Linked DNA regions of Xenopus tropicalis: region 1 is linked to region 2. Evidence: chromatin contacts called from public Hi-C data. All regions are on one chromosome and are shown on one strand. The core of a region is the stretch at or near the end of the contact, and the rest is flanking DNA. Distances in the headings are between cores, read along the strand shown.

Region 1 (5,810 bases), core at 280-2,779, 71 kb before region 2:
GCTCCATACTCTTTTAGCCCAGGTGTGCTGTGCCTATTCATGTAGGGTGCTGAGAACCCCTAGAGCTACTGGCTGGTCCGGAGGTAGCTCTGGGGTTACCATGTGTCAATAGATGCAGCAGCGCCCCAATCAGCTGGAAAGCAGGTAGGTCTGAACAGTGCTGAGTGCAACTATACAAATTTGTATATTTATTTTTATCCCTCTTTCCATTTTCAAAATGTTGGGAGGTAAGATATTTTGAAAATAACCCTGTAAAGACATTTATTCCTCCAACACAGTTGAAAAACTACGGTAGACTTGTTTTTTCTCTAAACATTTGACATATTGTCATCCAGGTCTGTACTGGGACAGACCATGGCTTTAAGCACACAGAGGCCCAACCAGCCAAATAAATAATGACTGTTTATGGCATCTTACAGTGTCCCCTCTGGCATTTGCCAAGAATCTAGAGATTGCCAGTCCTGGCCTGCTGTCATCTTTATTATATGAGGATATGATCTATGTCTTAGTGCTCTGAATCTGTGCCCAGGGGGTATATTTTCTCATTTCTGCCACATTCAGACCTTACTTTAAGCAACTTTTCATCTCTGTAGTAGCCGAGGAACACATTAAGTACATCCGTTTTGGATAGCCCTGAATTCTCATCCAAAAAATGTGTTTGCTTTTGGACAACATTTAAGGCTTGGCTTTTGTCAGGCACAAATGATTTAGCTGAAATGTTATTGTGGAAAACATGCAGGGATATGGTGCACCCCTACAGTTACAGTCTTGGCCAGCCACGGTTGCAGAGTAGGACATAAGCTTGAAACATGCTGACATTACACCTAAAGTAGATATATAACCTTCAAGATACCAGGTGCAACATGTTTTAAGCTTTTTTTGTACTTGGCAACACCACCACAAATTGATGGGCAAGATATTGTCTGGCAATAGGCCTTGGGAGAGAAATGCTCATGTGGGGGGATCCATGTCATTCTGCCAGGATGTGCCATCCTCTTATGTGCAGCCTCTCTGTGGGGTTCCTGTAGTTACCGACTGGTTTCATTCCACATTCAGACTAAAATTATTAGTCAGTGATGTTCTGAGGAATTAAAAACAACAAAAAATTTACTTAGCTGCTGATTTATATTTAGCTTCCTATATATGGGACATGGCATAGATTCTAGTAATTTCATACAAAATTCACGAGTCCATAAAGTAATTATCTTCCATTTACTTTTTACTCAAAACCTGTTTCAACACACAACATAGCGACGCCAACTCGTCCGTCCAGTCAATGCCCGTGGCTCCGCCTTTGAACATGACCAAATACAATAGCTGTCATTCCGTATAAACACAGCTGGCGTTTCGCCATCGCACTTTCCACTCAAGCCGTCGCTCGATACGCACAAGAACTCGATGTAAAAGAACATAAAAATAATTCGTATTTAATACCAATACCACGTATAGTTCCTGCCTCTTTATGTCACACTAGCGGCGTAGCTAAGTATGTGCTCTTGTGAGGAAAGTGCAGTTGTGGGCGGGATGACCAAGATGGCGTGCGTGTTGGAGCCTCCGCTCCGGATGAGCGTGTTATCTGTAAGTACCAGCCTGGGGGAGGCTGCAGACAGCGCTATTTTGCAGGTGGCGTGGCTTCAGGGAGAGGGTGACCCACCAATGCGCCTTAGGGCAGAAAGGCACCTGCTCAGGCGGAAGTTATGCTAACTTCTCTAGAAAGGCCTGCTGGGCACTTGCCTATTGCGCTGGGATGAGAACATTGGGCGCAGTGCTGCGATTTATAGTCACTGTTATAATGCACTTACACCAGCACTGATATTCCCCTCTTCTAATGCAGCTGCTCGCAGTAATGTCTATAATAATAATGTTTCTGATGTTTTATTAAGGGAACCTTTAGTAGCTAACTGCCCAGCAGGCACTAAATAGTAAGTCTCACTATTACTGGCTGGGAGGTCACAGGTGGGCAATGCTTTCTTGGTCCAAATGGAAGATAGTGCCCAATAACACAACCAAGCCCCCCTCACCATATATAGATTCCACCTTCTATAGTGCATGGACCTTGGAGAATGTGAAGCATTTAAACTGTACCATATAATATTTAAACATTTACTGTGATTTGCTCTGTCCCATTTAACACTGTATGTGCTTATATATTGAATCTGGGCACTTGGTCCCATTGCCACCAATCAGTTCTTAGCTCTTTTCAGCCAGCAGCATGTGTAAGCAAAAATGTGATTGGTTAGTAGACTGTTGGGGTTCTAGAAGAGCAGACTTTTAGACCATGCACAGTGAGGACCCCCTTTAGAGGTATGTTATTTTATATGTATAGAGGGGTATACAGGCTGACGTGCAACAGCTCCATGCGCTCCCACAAGCAACATTGGTATTGTTAAGCTTGTTAAGAAGTCAGAAGAATTTCATCTAAAACTGGCCATAGAAGGGGTGATAAAAGCTGGCAGCTTGGTAATCGGTTGGTCTTACTGATTATCTGTCTAAAAGTCAGGCATATATCAGGCAGGTTTAGCATGTACACAAATAGAACGAATAAAAACTGAATATGAAATTTTACAAAACAGGGAACTAGTTTTTGTCTTAACAATATTTCATAAGACAAAACTGTATTTTTTTTTACATTGTTCATCTTAAAGGAACAGTAACACCAAAAAATGAAAGAGCTTTAAAGTAATAAAAATATAATGCACTGTTGCCCTGTACTGGTAAAACTGGTGTGTTTGCTACAGTAACACTACTATAATTTATATAATAAGCTGCTGTGTAGCCACGGGGGCAGCCATTCAAGCTGGAAAAAAGGAGAAAAGGCACAGGTTACATAGCAGATAACAGATACGTTCTGTTCTGCTATGTAACCTGTGCCTTTTCTCCTTTGAATGGCTGCCTCCATGGCTACATAGCAGCTTATTTATATAAATTATAGTAGACTTTCTGAAGTAAACACACAACTTTTACTAGTGTAGGGCAGCAGCACATTATATTTTAGTTACTTTTATACACTTTCATTTTTTGGTGTTACTGTTCCTTTAAAGGAGAAGAAAAGGTAAATCACCCCCCAGTGATATTCTGGGTTGGTGCTCCTATTAGCAGAAAACCACACCAGCCTGGGGTACCTGTGACCAAGCGATCCTCTTCCTTCTTCTGCATTCGCGGCACTTGTTCATGTGCACTTGAGTGAAAAGCTAACCTTAAATAAGATGGCTTTTTCATTCTACTGCGCATGTACTGGCCCCAGGATTCTAAAGGTATACAGGAAAAGGAACAGGATTGCTTGGTCCCATGAACCCAGAACGGTGCAGTTTTCTGCTAACAGGAGCACTGGCCCGGGGTATCAGGTAAGTGATTACAATCGGGGGGGGTTGGGGGTTGCTCCTAACATTTTGCCCCCCCAGTGATTGTAACTTTCCTACACCTTTAAGATGTAAAATTCTAACATAATTGTGTGCAAAATATGAGATGCTTAGTTTGTGTTGGGTTGTAATATAGCACGGCTTTCAAATAATCTAGTTCCTAAAAAAAATATTTTAATGTTTTGCAGAATTGTTAGTATTTGTTATTTTTATTCTGTTTTCTATTTATATCTCTTTTCACTGAACCTTGTAAGATCTATTCTAATCTCCAGAATAGCTATAGATATTGCATAAAGGATTTTTACTGGATTAAGGTGGTTTTACCTGGGGATGGGGAGGGAGGCTGTTATTCAAAATATTAAAGGGCTAAACTCCACAAGCCCTTTTGTCGGATGGTGTAGGATTGACCAAACACACAGTTTAGTTACTCAAGTACAAGGTCCTGTTTTATTATTACTAGGAAAGCACTGAATCCAAGATCGTTTGGCCAAGATTTGGCCTTTTACAGAAGGATTCTGAATCCACGTGCCTGGGAGAACTGAATCTGAATTCTTAAAATCATGTGACTTTTTGTCACATAAACACAGCAAAGCAATCTATTCTTTTAACCCCCACCTTATTTACATATGCAAATTAGGATGCAGGTTCAGTTTGGTATTCAGCCAAATCTTTAACAAAGGGTTTGGTGTTTGACCAAATCCCAAAATAGCGGGTTCAGTGCATGCCTAATTATTACAGAGAAAAAAGTAAATTATTTTAAAAAATTAGAATTATTTGCTTGAAATGGGCTCTTTGGGAGATGGCCCTTCCCTTAATTTTTTGCTTTCTGGATAATGGGTTAACAGATAAGGGATTCCATATCTGTATAATATGTTTACTGGTGTTCTAAAGCACTAAATTTGATTGTATCAATGACAGTAGGGAAGAAGCAGAAGAATTAAATGACTTAAGGTGGCCGTACACAAACTGATAAAAGCTACCCTTTTGATCTTTCCGGGCCGAGTTGGGCAGGTTTGATATTTCCGACCCATTTTGTCCAGCGTGTGGGTGGCTGGCCAAATTAGGCCCAAATCTACTTGTTTGGCAAGATTGGCGAATGAGCAGCTCTGGCAGTGTATGGCTAGCTTTGGAGAGAAACCCAAATTTATAGGAATTCCTTGCAAATGCACCTGTATCTTTGTTTTACTATTAGGATAGTCTTATGTTTCATTTGTTTCTAAGTGTATCACTAATCTAATTCCAAAGAATTCTTTTAGGAAGGATTTTATTATTATAGTTTGTGTATTTTATTGTTTTATTTATATAGTAACAATTTTCTTTAATTTTTTTATTTTAAAAAATATTCAATTTGCACATACAGCCCTATAATATATGGGGGAGAATGAAAAGAAGCGTTTTATGTTTTTTTTCTGTCCTTATAAATGATCCGATTCCACCAGTATTTGGAAGAAATACTCATCTGTGATGGCAATTTACATTTCTTAAAATGGGGCACTTAATGATCTAAATGTGGGATTTTTGGGGAATTTTGTGTTTCGCTGTCAGTGTCGTAATCGCTGATACCAATTATAATTGGTACTAAATTTGAGTATTTCATAATTTTTTTGCTTATTTATGTAAAGTTCTCTCCTAATGAGAGCTTATTTCTCTCACTTGTTAATATTTATGATTGTTTTGTGCCATTTTCATTTAATCCACACTTTGTTTTTCCTGCAGTGCATATAGGTTGCCTCTCCTCTAGGATTATCCTGGGTATACACAACAGGTCATAAACTGCTGAACTTGCAGAATGATCTAGTCATTCAGAATTTTGCAATACCTCCCAGCATCTGTTCTGTCAAAGAACAGGGTAGTGTTACATAAATAAACATGGATCCCTCAACTACTTTTGACAGCCCTATGATTTCTCCTGCTAGTGCTGCTGGAGTAACCTGGCTGCTTTTAGTTACATGTCTTAGCAAGTGTTTTATTTCATGTAAGCATTTTTGTTTTGAGCATCATTATATTTTACTCCCATTTTCTGTTTCAGGAGGTTACTGCGAGCAGTCGCCATTATGTTGACCGTCTCTTTGATCCAGATCCCCAAAAGGTCTTACAGGGAGTCATGTAAGTTTAAATAAAATTGTGGTCAAAAATATATATATGCGCCTACCCATTCCTTTCTTACTTGGTTCATACCAATAAGGACCTCTACTTATTAGTCTGGTCCTGTTTTGCAGAAGAGAAACTGCTCAACCACCTTTAGGGGCAGATTCATTAGTACGAGTTTGAATCCCGAAATGAGAAAAATTCGGATTGGATACGATAATTTTTGATGATCGCAAATATCACGAAAATGCTTACAAAAAATCGTATTAGTCATGATAATATCGTATTGGTGATCCAAAAGTCACTAAATTTTCGTATACGAACGATTGTAAACGGCGGGAAAACCTTTCTGACTTTGAGCCT
Region 2 (6,569 bases), core at 879-3,378:
GCGCTGATACTCAGTGCAGGAAGCTGAAGCTTGCAAGGTCTGCTCCCATCTCCAGGTGAAAACTTTGATCTTTCACTTCCACCGAGCAGGTCTCCAAAGCTCTTATCTGCTCTCTTAGTGGGTGTTTTGAAGGCTCTTGGTGTAAGTGGAGAAAGCATTGGAGAACTAAAGGCCTTGGGCAACTTTAAGGAGGATTCAACAGGGCTAACTCCACGTGAGTTGACTGGCAAGGGGCTTCGTTCATCTTCTTCAAACTCATCATCTTCCAAAATAGACGGTAGCTTCTGGATCACTCCCCCATTACTCTCATGGTCAAGCTGACAAGACAGAAAGTGCAAAAAAGTAGCATGAAACACAGGTATTTTTAACAATATTTCTCTCTATAGAAATTGTTTTGATAAACGTTTTGTGACTGACATAAAGTCTGCTTTCATCTGACTAGTTGCAACTACCATAACCGGCTAGCTGTTTAGGTCGAGGTAGGAAACTGACAATTCTGAGTGACCTTTATAAATATGCTACATCAAATCAAAATAGCAACTATGAGATCATGATGTTGCTGAGCATTTTTGGCACTTAGCATTGACCTCCTAATACCTTAAACGCCTTTATTTTACTCCTTAAATACATTTATGCAATGTCTTTATTGTTGCCTCCCAAAGTATATCATCTGTGCCACAATATAGCTAGAAGTTCTTCTGCATTGTGTATATACTGTATAAATTTGTATATGAGATGGTATTATAACTGTGGGTTCACTGACCTGTACTTTTGAATTTTAATAAATACTTGAATAAAACACAATTAAACTGTGCCAGATAATGGGCCTGAATTCCAGCATCTTTGGAATGTAGCTAAAGAACATATTGTGCAACAAAACTCCCAAGTCTCTTGTTTCCTTCCAAATTCTCTTTACAAATAGACTGAGAGTTTGTCCGCAGGTGTTATGGATTTTCCAAATGTTCTGCTCTCCAGCAGTGTCTGAGAACAGAGACACTACATCATGCATTGCTGGATAATATAACATGCACTGAAACCAAGGATAACACTCAACACATTATTAGGCTTAAAGTCTTTAAATTAGAGAATGCCCCGTGCACATAAGTTATAGGAATTCAGTGTTATAATCTTTATATATATATCAGCTTATTTCAGAGATATCCAGAATGGCAAAAATAATTGAAAAATATCTATCTTGCACAGTCAGAAATATGAAGTCATTCATGTGATGAAGGAAAGTATAAAGCACCTTAAGGAATGGCACCCTAAGGGTAGTTCTGGGAAGTAAATCACTTTGGTGGAAATGGCCAAGTGTAATAGAAACTTACTGAATAAGACTTCAGGCTGCATGAACAGAAATAGAGATTTTTGCCCCCACAGCTAAAAGTTCTAACATCTTTAATGGCTAATGTGGGAATTATGAGAGCAGAAATGTTTGGGTAACAGAGGCAACTGTCAGGTTGAGCACAGCAGGACCCTAGAGAATATTTTTGGTTGTAAGCTTATTTGGTCATAATATTTACTAGCATTTAGGTATTTCGAACGTATAGTAAAGAGAAAATGCCCCAATATATATTCTATATTGCAAACACCATTATTGCACATTTACAAAATATTTGGAGTTCTCTTATCCTTTTTTAACAGGAAAATATGGCAACAATTACATTGTTTCCCAGCATGAAGTCTTTCAGTTTCTGTTGTGTTGAGGCCCAATGTCCAACATCCACCAACATTTGTACCAGAGATGCTGGGAATTGTTTTTCAGAAATAGCTTATGTGCCATAATTTGGACAAGTATTGTATTACCCCTGGTCCTGCCAGTACTAAGGTGTTCGAAGCCATAGCTATTAACTGGATCTGTATTTTTTTTGAGTTCGTGCATATCCCAGTAAATTACCCTATCATCCTATCAATCTTTAACACGTTATACATTGTCTATTATAAAGAGATTTACATTGCATATCGCATTGCACATATCATTCTTTCACATTCCACTGAAAAAACTATTTGAACAGTTAGCTCCTAACACAGACCCCCACTGTCTATGCCCAGACAATTCCCTGAACAGTGTAATTCCTTATCAGTCAATTGCATTCCCACCAGCCTTTTGTATTCCATTCAGGCAGTAGATGATTGTTAGGGAAAAGGACCAGTACGGTCTCATACACTGATTGTGCTTGTGCGCCCAGTAGGGAGGAGGGTGCTAGCAAAGTTAAATAAATGGCTGGATGATTGCTTCATTTCAGGTCAATACATGAAAAGCCTTAGTCTGCCACAAGGCAGTAAATCATCACTAAGGCAAATCTTTGTACTTTAACCTGTAACACATTAACCCCCATATTTAATAAAAGGTTTAGTTAGTTTAGTCTAGTTTGCCCTGGAACAGTAACCAGTAAATTGTACCTACTGATTGTTGCTATGGGTTACTGCTCCTGGGCAAATGTAATGCTTTTTATTACATAACCCCTTTAGTGCATAAAAGAACATTAACAACTTCTAAAATGTTAAAGGTACAAAAATAAATCAAGGCTATTGTTCCTAGATCTTCCATAAGGTTCAACTTAAATTCTACAGTACAGTCTCTGTTTCCTTGGTAAATGTAACAGCTTGATTGTGTTTGCACAGAATGTGGATCAATTTGATAACAGATCAGGCCAGAATGGGCTGAATATGATTTATCCAATATATTTATAAAGATATTTAGTTTACATTATAGAACCATAAAGTACATGTTGCAAATCTTAACCAAAACATCTCATAGTATATATCATGTATTTTACATACTTACACATTTATACTACTAAGGGGCTGCTTTATCCATAATAGATTTGGCATTTATTTCTCAGTTTAAGAATTATGTAGGATAAAACTTTCTGCAACCTTGAATAGCTGGGATTTATTAAGGGAAAAACTGCAAAAAGGTGGCAGAAAAAAACTTGGCAAGTAAAACCTGGCTAGAAGTTAGTCATGATAATGAATCAAACAATGTGGTTCTCACTTGGGTGCAACATTTTTTGACATAATTGTTTTCTTAATTAAGTTAGTGCTCAAGGGAAAAAAAGTGTTTTGTGGGCATTTTTTTCAGGATTGTTGATAAATCAGCCACTAAATGTGGTGCCAACTTCCTTTATAAGGGTTTTCATGTCTTCTTCATTTTCAGGCCAGTGTCACCAGCATATTGAAGGCTGTTCATGCTTCCTCCATTAATCTTGAAGCCTTGATAATCTCTTATTATTTGTTCCTTGTATAGATTGAATAATGCTTTATAAAGAAAGGACCTGTAGTTATGGTGGAGACGCCCCATAATAAAGAGGGGGTCCAGGTGCACATGCACCAGACCATCAGCGTAATGGAGGTCATGAAATAAAAGATTCAGTTCTAAAAGTAAGTTTTCTTCAAAGAAAAAAGCACGCCAATGCACAGTTTGATAAATAGGTACCTTAGTTATGTTTTTATTGTATGTATTTATTAACACTGGGGACAAACATCACCTGTGATGTTGCCCATAGCAACCAATCAGATCTTTGCTTTCATTTTCTAACTAGTAGATGACTAATTGCCTATTGGATGCTATGGGCAACATCACCAGTGATATCTTTAATAATAATAACCACACTAACCACTACTTTTTTGTTACTTTGGCAAGTGATTACCTAGGTTTTGTAACTTACCTCAGGAGCCTATCCCTGTCACCATTCTAAGATTTATCTTTCCCAACTACATTCCCAGTATGTAGCCTATTTCGATGAACCATTTATTTACAGATGTATAGAAATGTATAATAAGGATTTTCACATTCTGACAGTAGTGATTACATAATGATTACATATAACCTTCATTGGTCAGTGACCCCCCACCTACTTCATAGCACTGTGGCTAGAAATAAGCAGAATTACAAATGTACAAAATAAATAATAAGGGACAAGTGAAAAGTAGCTTGTACTATGTGCCATACAAAACAAACGTTAATATAAATGTGGATATCCCTTTTAATGATTATTTAGGTAAGTACTTTTGAACAATTTTGTATCATTAGTGTAGGATGTTACCACTAGTATTTACAATCATTTCTGTGACATGAGGAAATGTCCTTTTCCAGGGCTGTGAGCAGTGCATTTCAGTGTTTCAAATGGAGTCAGTAATTAGTCTGAAAGAATATCCAGCTCAGCAACTTTTATTTATAGCTTCCTCTCCCCTTGGGATCTCGCTCACAGCGGCTGCTTGTCAGTGTGGCTAAGTATAGACAGCACAGCTATTCTTAGCATCACTAAGCCAGTGGTTTTCCAGGCTGCTGGGAGCCCCAGTCACGCGTTTCATGGACTGTAATTTAGGTTAATATTTAATGTTTCCAAGCATAGAAAACATTATTCTAAATTTAGGGTAAACACTGTGATGCCCAGCTTTTTAACTTTCACTGTATGTATTCTTTTGAGGCAAATCAGGTAACTGATCAAAATAAACATTTATTAACCAATATCATCCAGGAATCATAAAAGCAGTAATATTTTTGAGTGCCTTTCTTTAAGTGCCTTTCCTGTCATGTATTGTAGATAAATATATGTTCACTGCTGGATACAAAATGAACAAGTTACTGGGGGTTGGAATAGATGGTGTGGTCAAAAGTACTATTTATTACTTGTTATTTAGTATTGGAGTTTTGTAACCGTGTGTCGGGCTCTATTATTAACAGAATCAATGTTCTTTTAAAATATAGGAATGAATCAATCAACACATCTCTCTGAATGCTAATTTTTTTTATTGCAACCCCCCCTCCCACGAGATGATTCCAGACTGGGGTTTTCCAATACACGGTTTTCTTTGCATCATAAATCAATAGTTAGACATTACAGCTTGTTAATTAAAAACAAATCTTTCTGAGAGCTGATGAAGTATTATATGAAGAAAATACCAAAGCTAAATGTAGATAGGCATACTAGTGGGTATAGAAATCAATTTGAAAGATTGTAAATGAAACAGAAATTAAAAAAAAGGAATAAATATGATTGATTAGGTGAAGAACAAAGTAAATGTTAATTGCCATTATTACTAATTGCTCAGCAATCATAGGACCAGACAATAGATAAAGGACAGTCAGTTGTTTCCTGTATAAAAGTAAAGCTACTTTACAGCTGTTTTGTGGGCAGTTGAGCCTTAAGGGCTCTGGCACACGGGGAGATTAGTCTAATCTCCGCGAAATGCCATCCCACCGGCGAAAATGCGCGATTTCCCTGAAATCGCGCCGCCGTGTTTGCCATCCCACCGGCGATTTACATTTTTGCCGGTGGGATGGCAATCTGGGGAGATTAGTAGCCCGCGAACAGGGAGTTTTGTCGCAGGCGACTAATCTCCCCATGTGCCAGAGCCCTTAGTTCTCCCAACCCCTATCTAAAATTAATCAGTACTCAAACCCTTGGGTGCCACCTATGAATTTTTAAGACAAAGCTAACAAAGGGGCCCTCAGAGCTCTGTTGGACTGCAGACAGTGATAGAGTCATACATTGTAGATTCCTGGAACAGGTTTTTTTGAAGCCATAACATGGTATATTTATCAGGCAAACAAACATAGAGGTCAAGGATAGGAGTTTCTAGTAATTATATTAAGTAATTAGCACAAGATATTGGTAACATTTTAAATGTAGGTTCATAACTGTTAGCAGCACCTACTGGCAAGATAAACCTAGAGCAGGGGTCCCTAAACTTTTTTCCCGTGAGCAACATTTAAATGTAAAAAATGTTGGGGAGCAACGCAAGCATGAAAACATTTCCTAGGGGATGACCAATGAGGGCTGTGATTGGTTATCTGATAGCCCAATGATGACTGGTAGACTACAGAAGGCTCTGCTTGACAGTACACATGGTCTTTATGCCTCCAAATCTTGTCTTCAAGTCAGAAATTCAAAAAATGAAAACCTGCTTTGAGGCCATTGGGAGCAACATGTTGCTCACGAGCCAGTGGTTGGGGATTACTGACCTAGAGTGTTACCACAGATACTACATGTGTAGCCAATCCACAAGCAGGCTAGTATACTGGTTCCCCAGGCTACAAAAATGAAGTAGGGTTGATGATTCTGTAAAAGAAGGGCCTTAGTAGGAGGGATGTTGGGCCTCTCTTCATTTGTGGAAGATAGTTTCTCTTTCCTTAGGCTTCACGACTCATTGTGCCAGTTGCTTCCTAGACCTCTGTCTCCCAAAACACACACGCCCCTCTTGGAACATCCTGTAATCCCTAACTTACCACCACGCTCTTTCCACACTCCTACCCTCAGAAAGAGGATGCTATTTTATCCCTTTATCTGATAACCTTTCTGGGCTGTAGGTGTGAAGAAGCAGGCAAGGTATGAGGAATTACTCACAGTAGGGGAGGAAGCGTATATATTGAAAGGTATTAGATTCAGCAGACAGTACCAGCACTTGAACCAGCACCTCTAAGGTTACTAACTAACTTACTAGTGGCTAATTTAACTTGGCCTCTGTTATAGTTTAGACAATCCAGTACAGGTACGGGACCTTTCCATAATTTGGATCTCCATAACTTAAGTCTGCTAAAAATCATTTAAATATTGAATAAA

The links. A called contact is a pair of places that touch in the nucleus more often than the background predicts.
Region 1: a Hi-C map of neurula embryo shows a contact between it and region 2, with 2.9 times the contacts expected there. The contact joins the promoter of armc8 here to the enhancer-like site in region 2. A contact is called at or near these places in 2 of 5 Hi-C or Micro-C datasets (gastrula embryo and neurula embryo).

The regions. Positions count from the first base shown.
Region 1 is chr9:56,551,469-56,557,278 of UCB_Xtro_10.0, reverse strand. It overlaps armc8 (armadillo repeat containing 8), which reads left to right and starts at 1,529. Exons shown (of 11, transcript NM_001011463.1): 1 at 1,529-1,578; 2 at 5,389-5,465. The coding sequence starts at 1,534. It overlaps LOC116407518 (a long non-coding RNA gene), which reads right to left and starts at 1,305. Exons shown (of 2, transcript XR_004220381.1): 1 at 1,217-1,305; 2 at 1-1,081.
Region 2 is chr9:56,480,375-56,486,943 of UCB_Xtro_10.0, reverse strand. It overlaps LOC100492237 (potassium voltage-gated channel subfamily H member 8), which reads right to left. Exons shown (of 15, transcript XM_018097592.2): 12 at 1-317. Among named protein-coding and RNA genes, the nearest start is that of armc8, 72 kb to the left of the region's middle. Within about 2 kb of position 2,128, at least 1 of the 11 cell types and tissues checked has an H3K27ac peak or open chromatin away from gene starts, as enhancers often do. A contact at or near this core is called in neurula embryo, where this site is marked.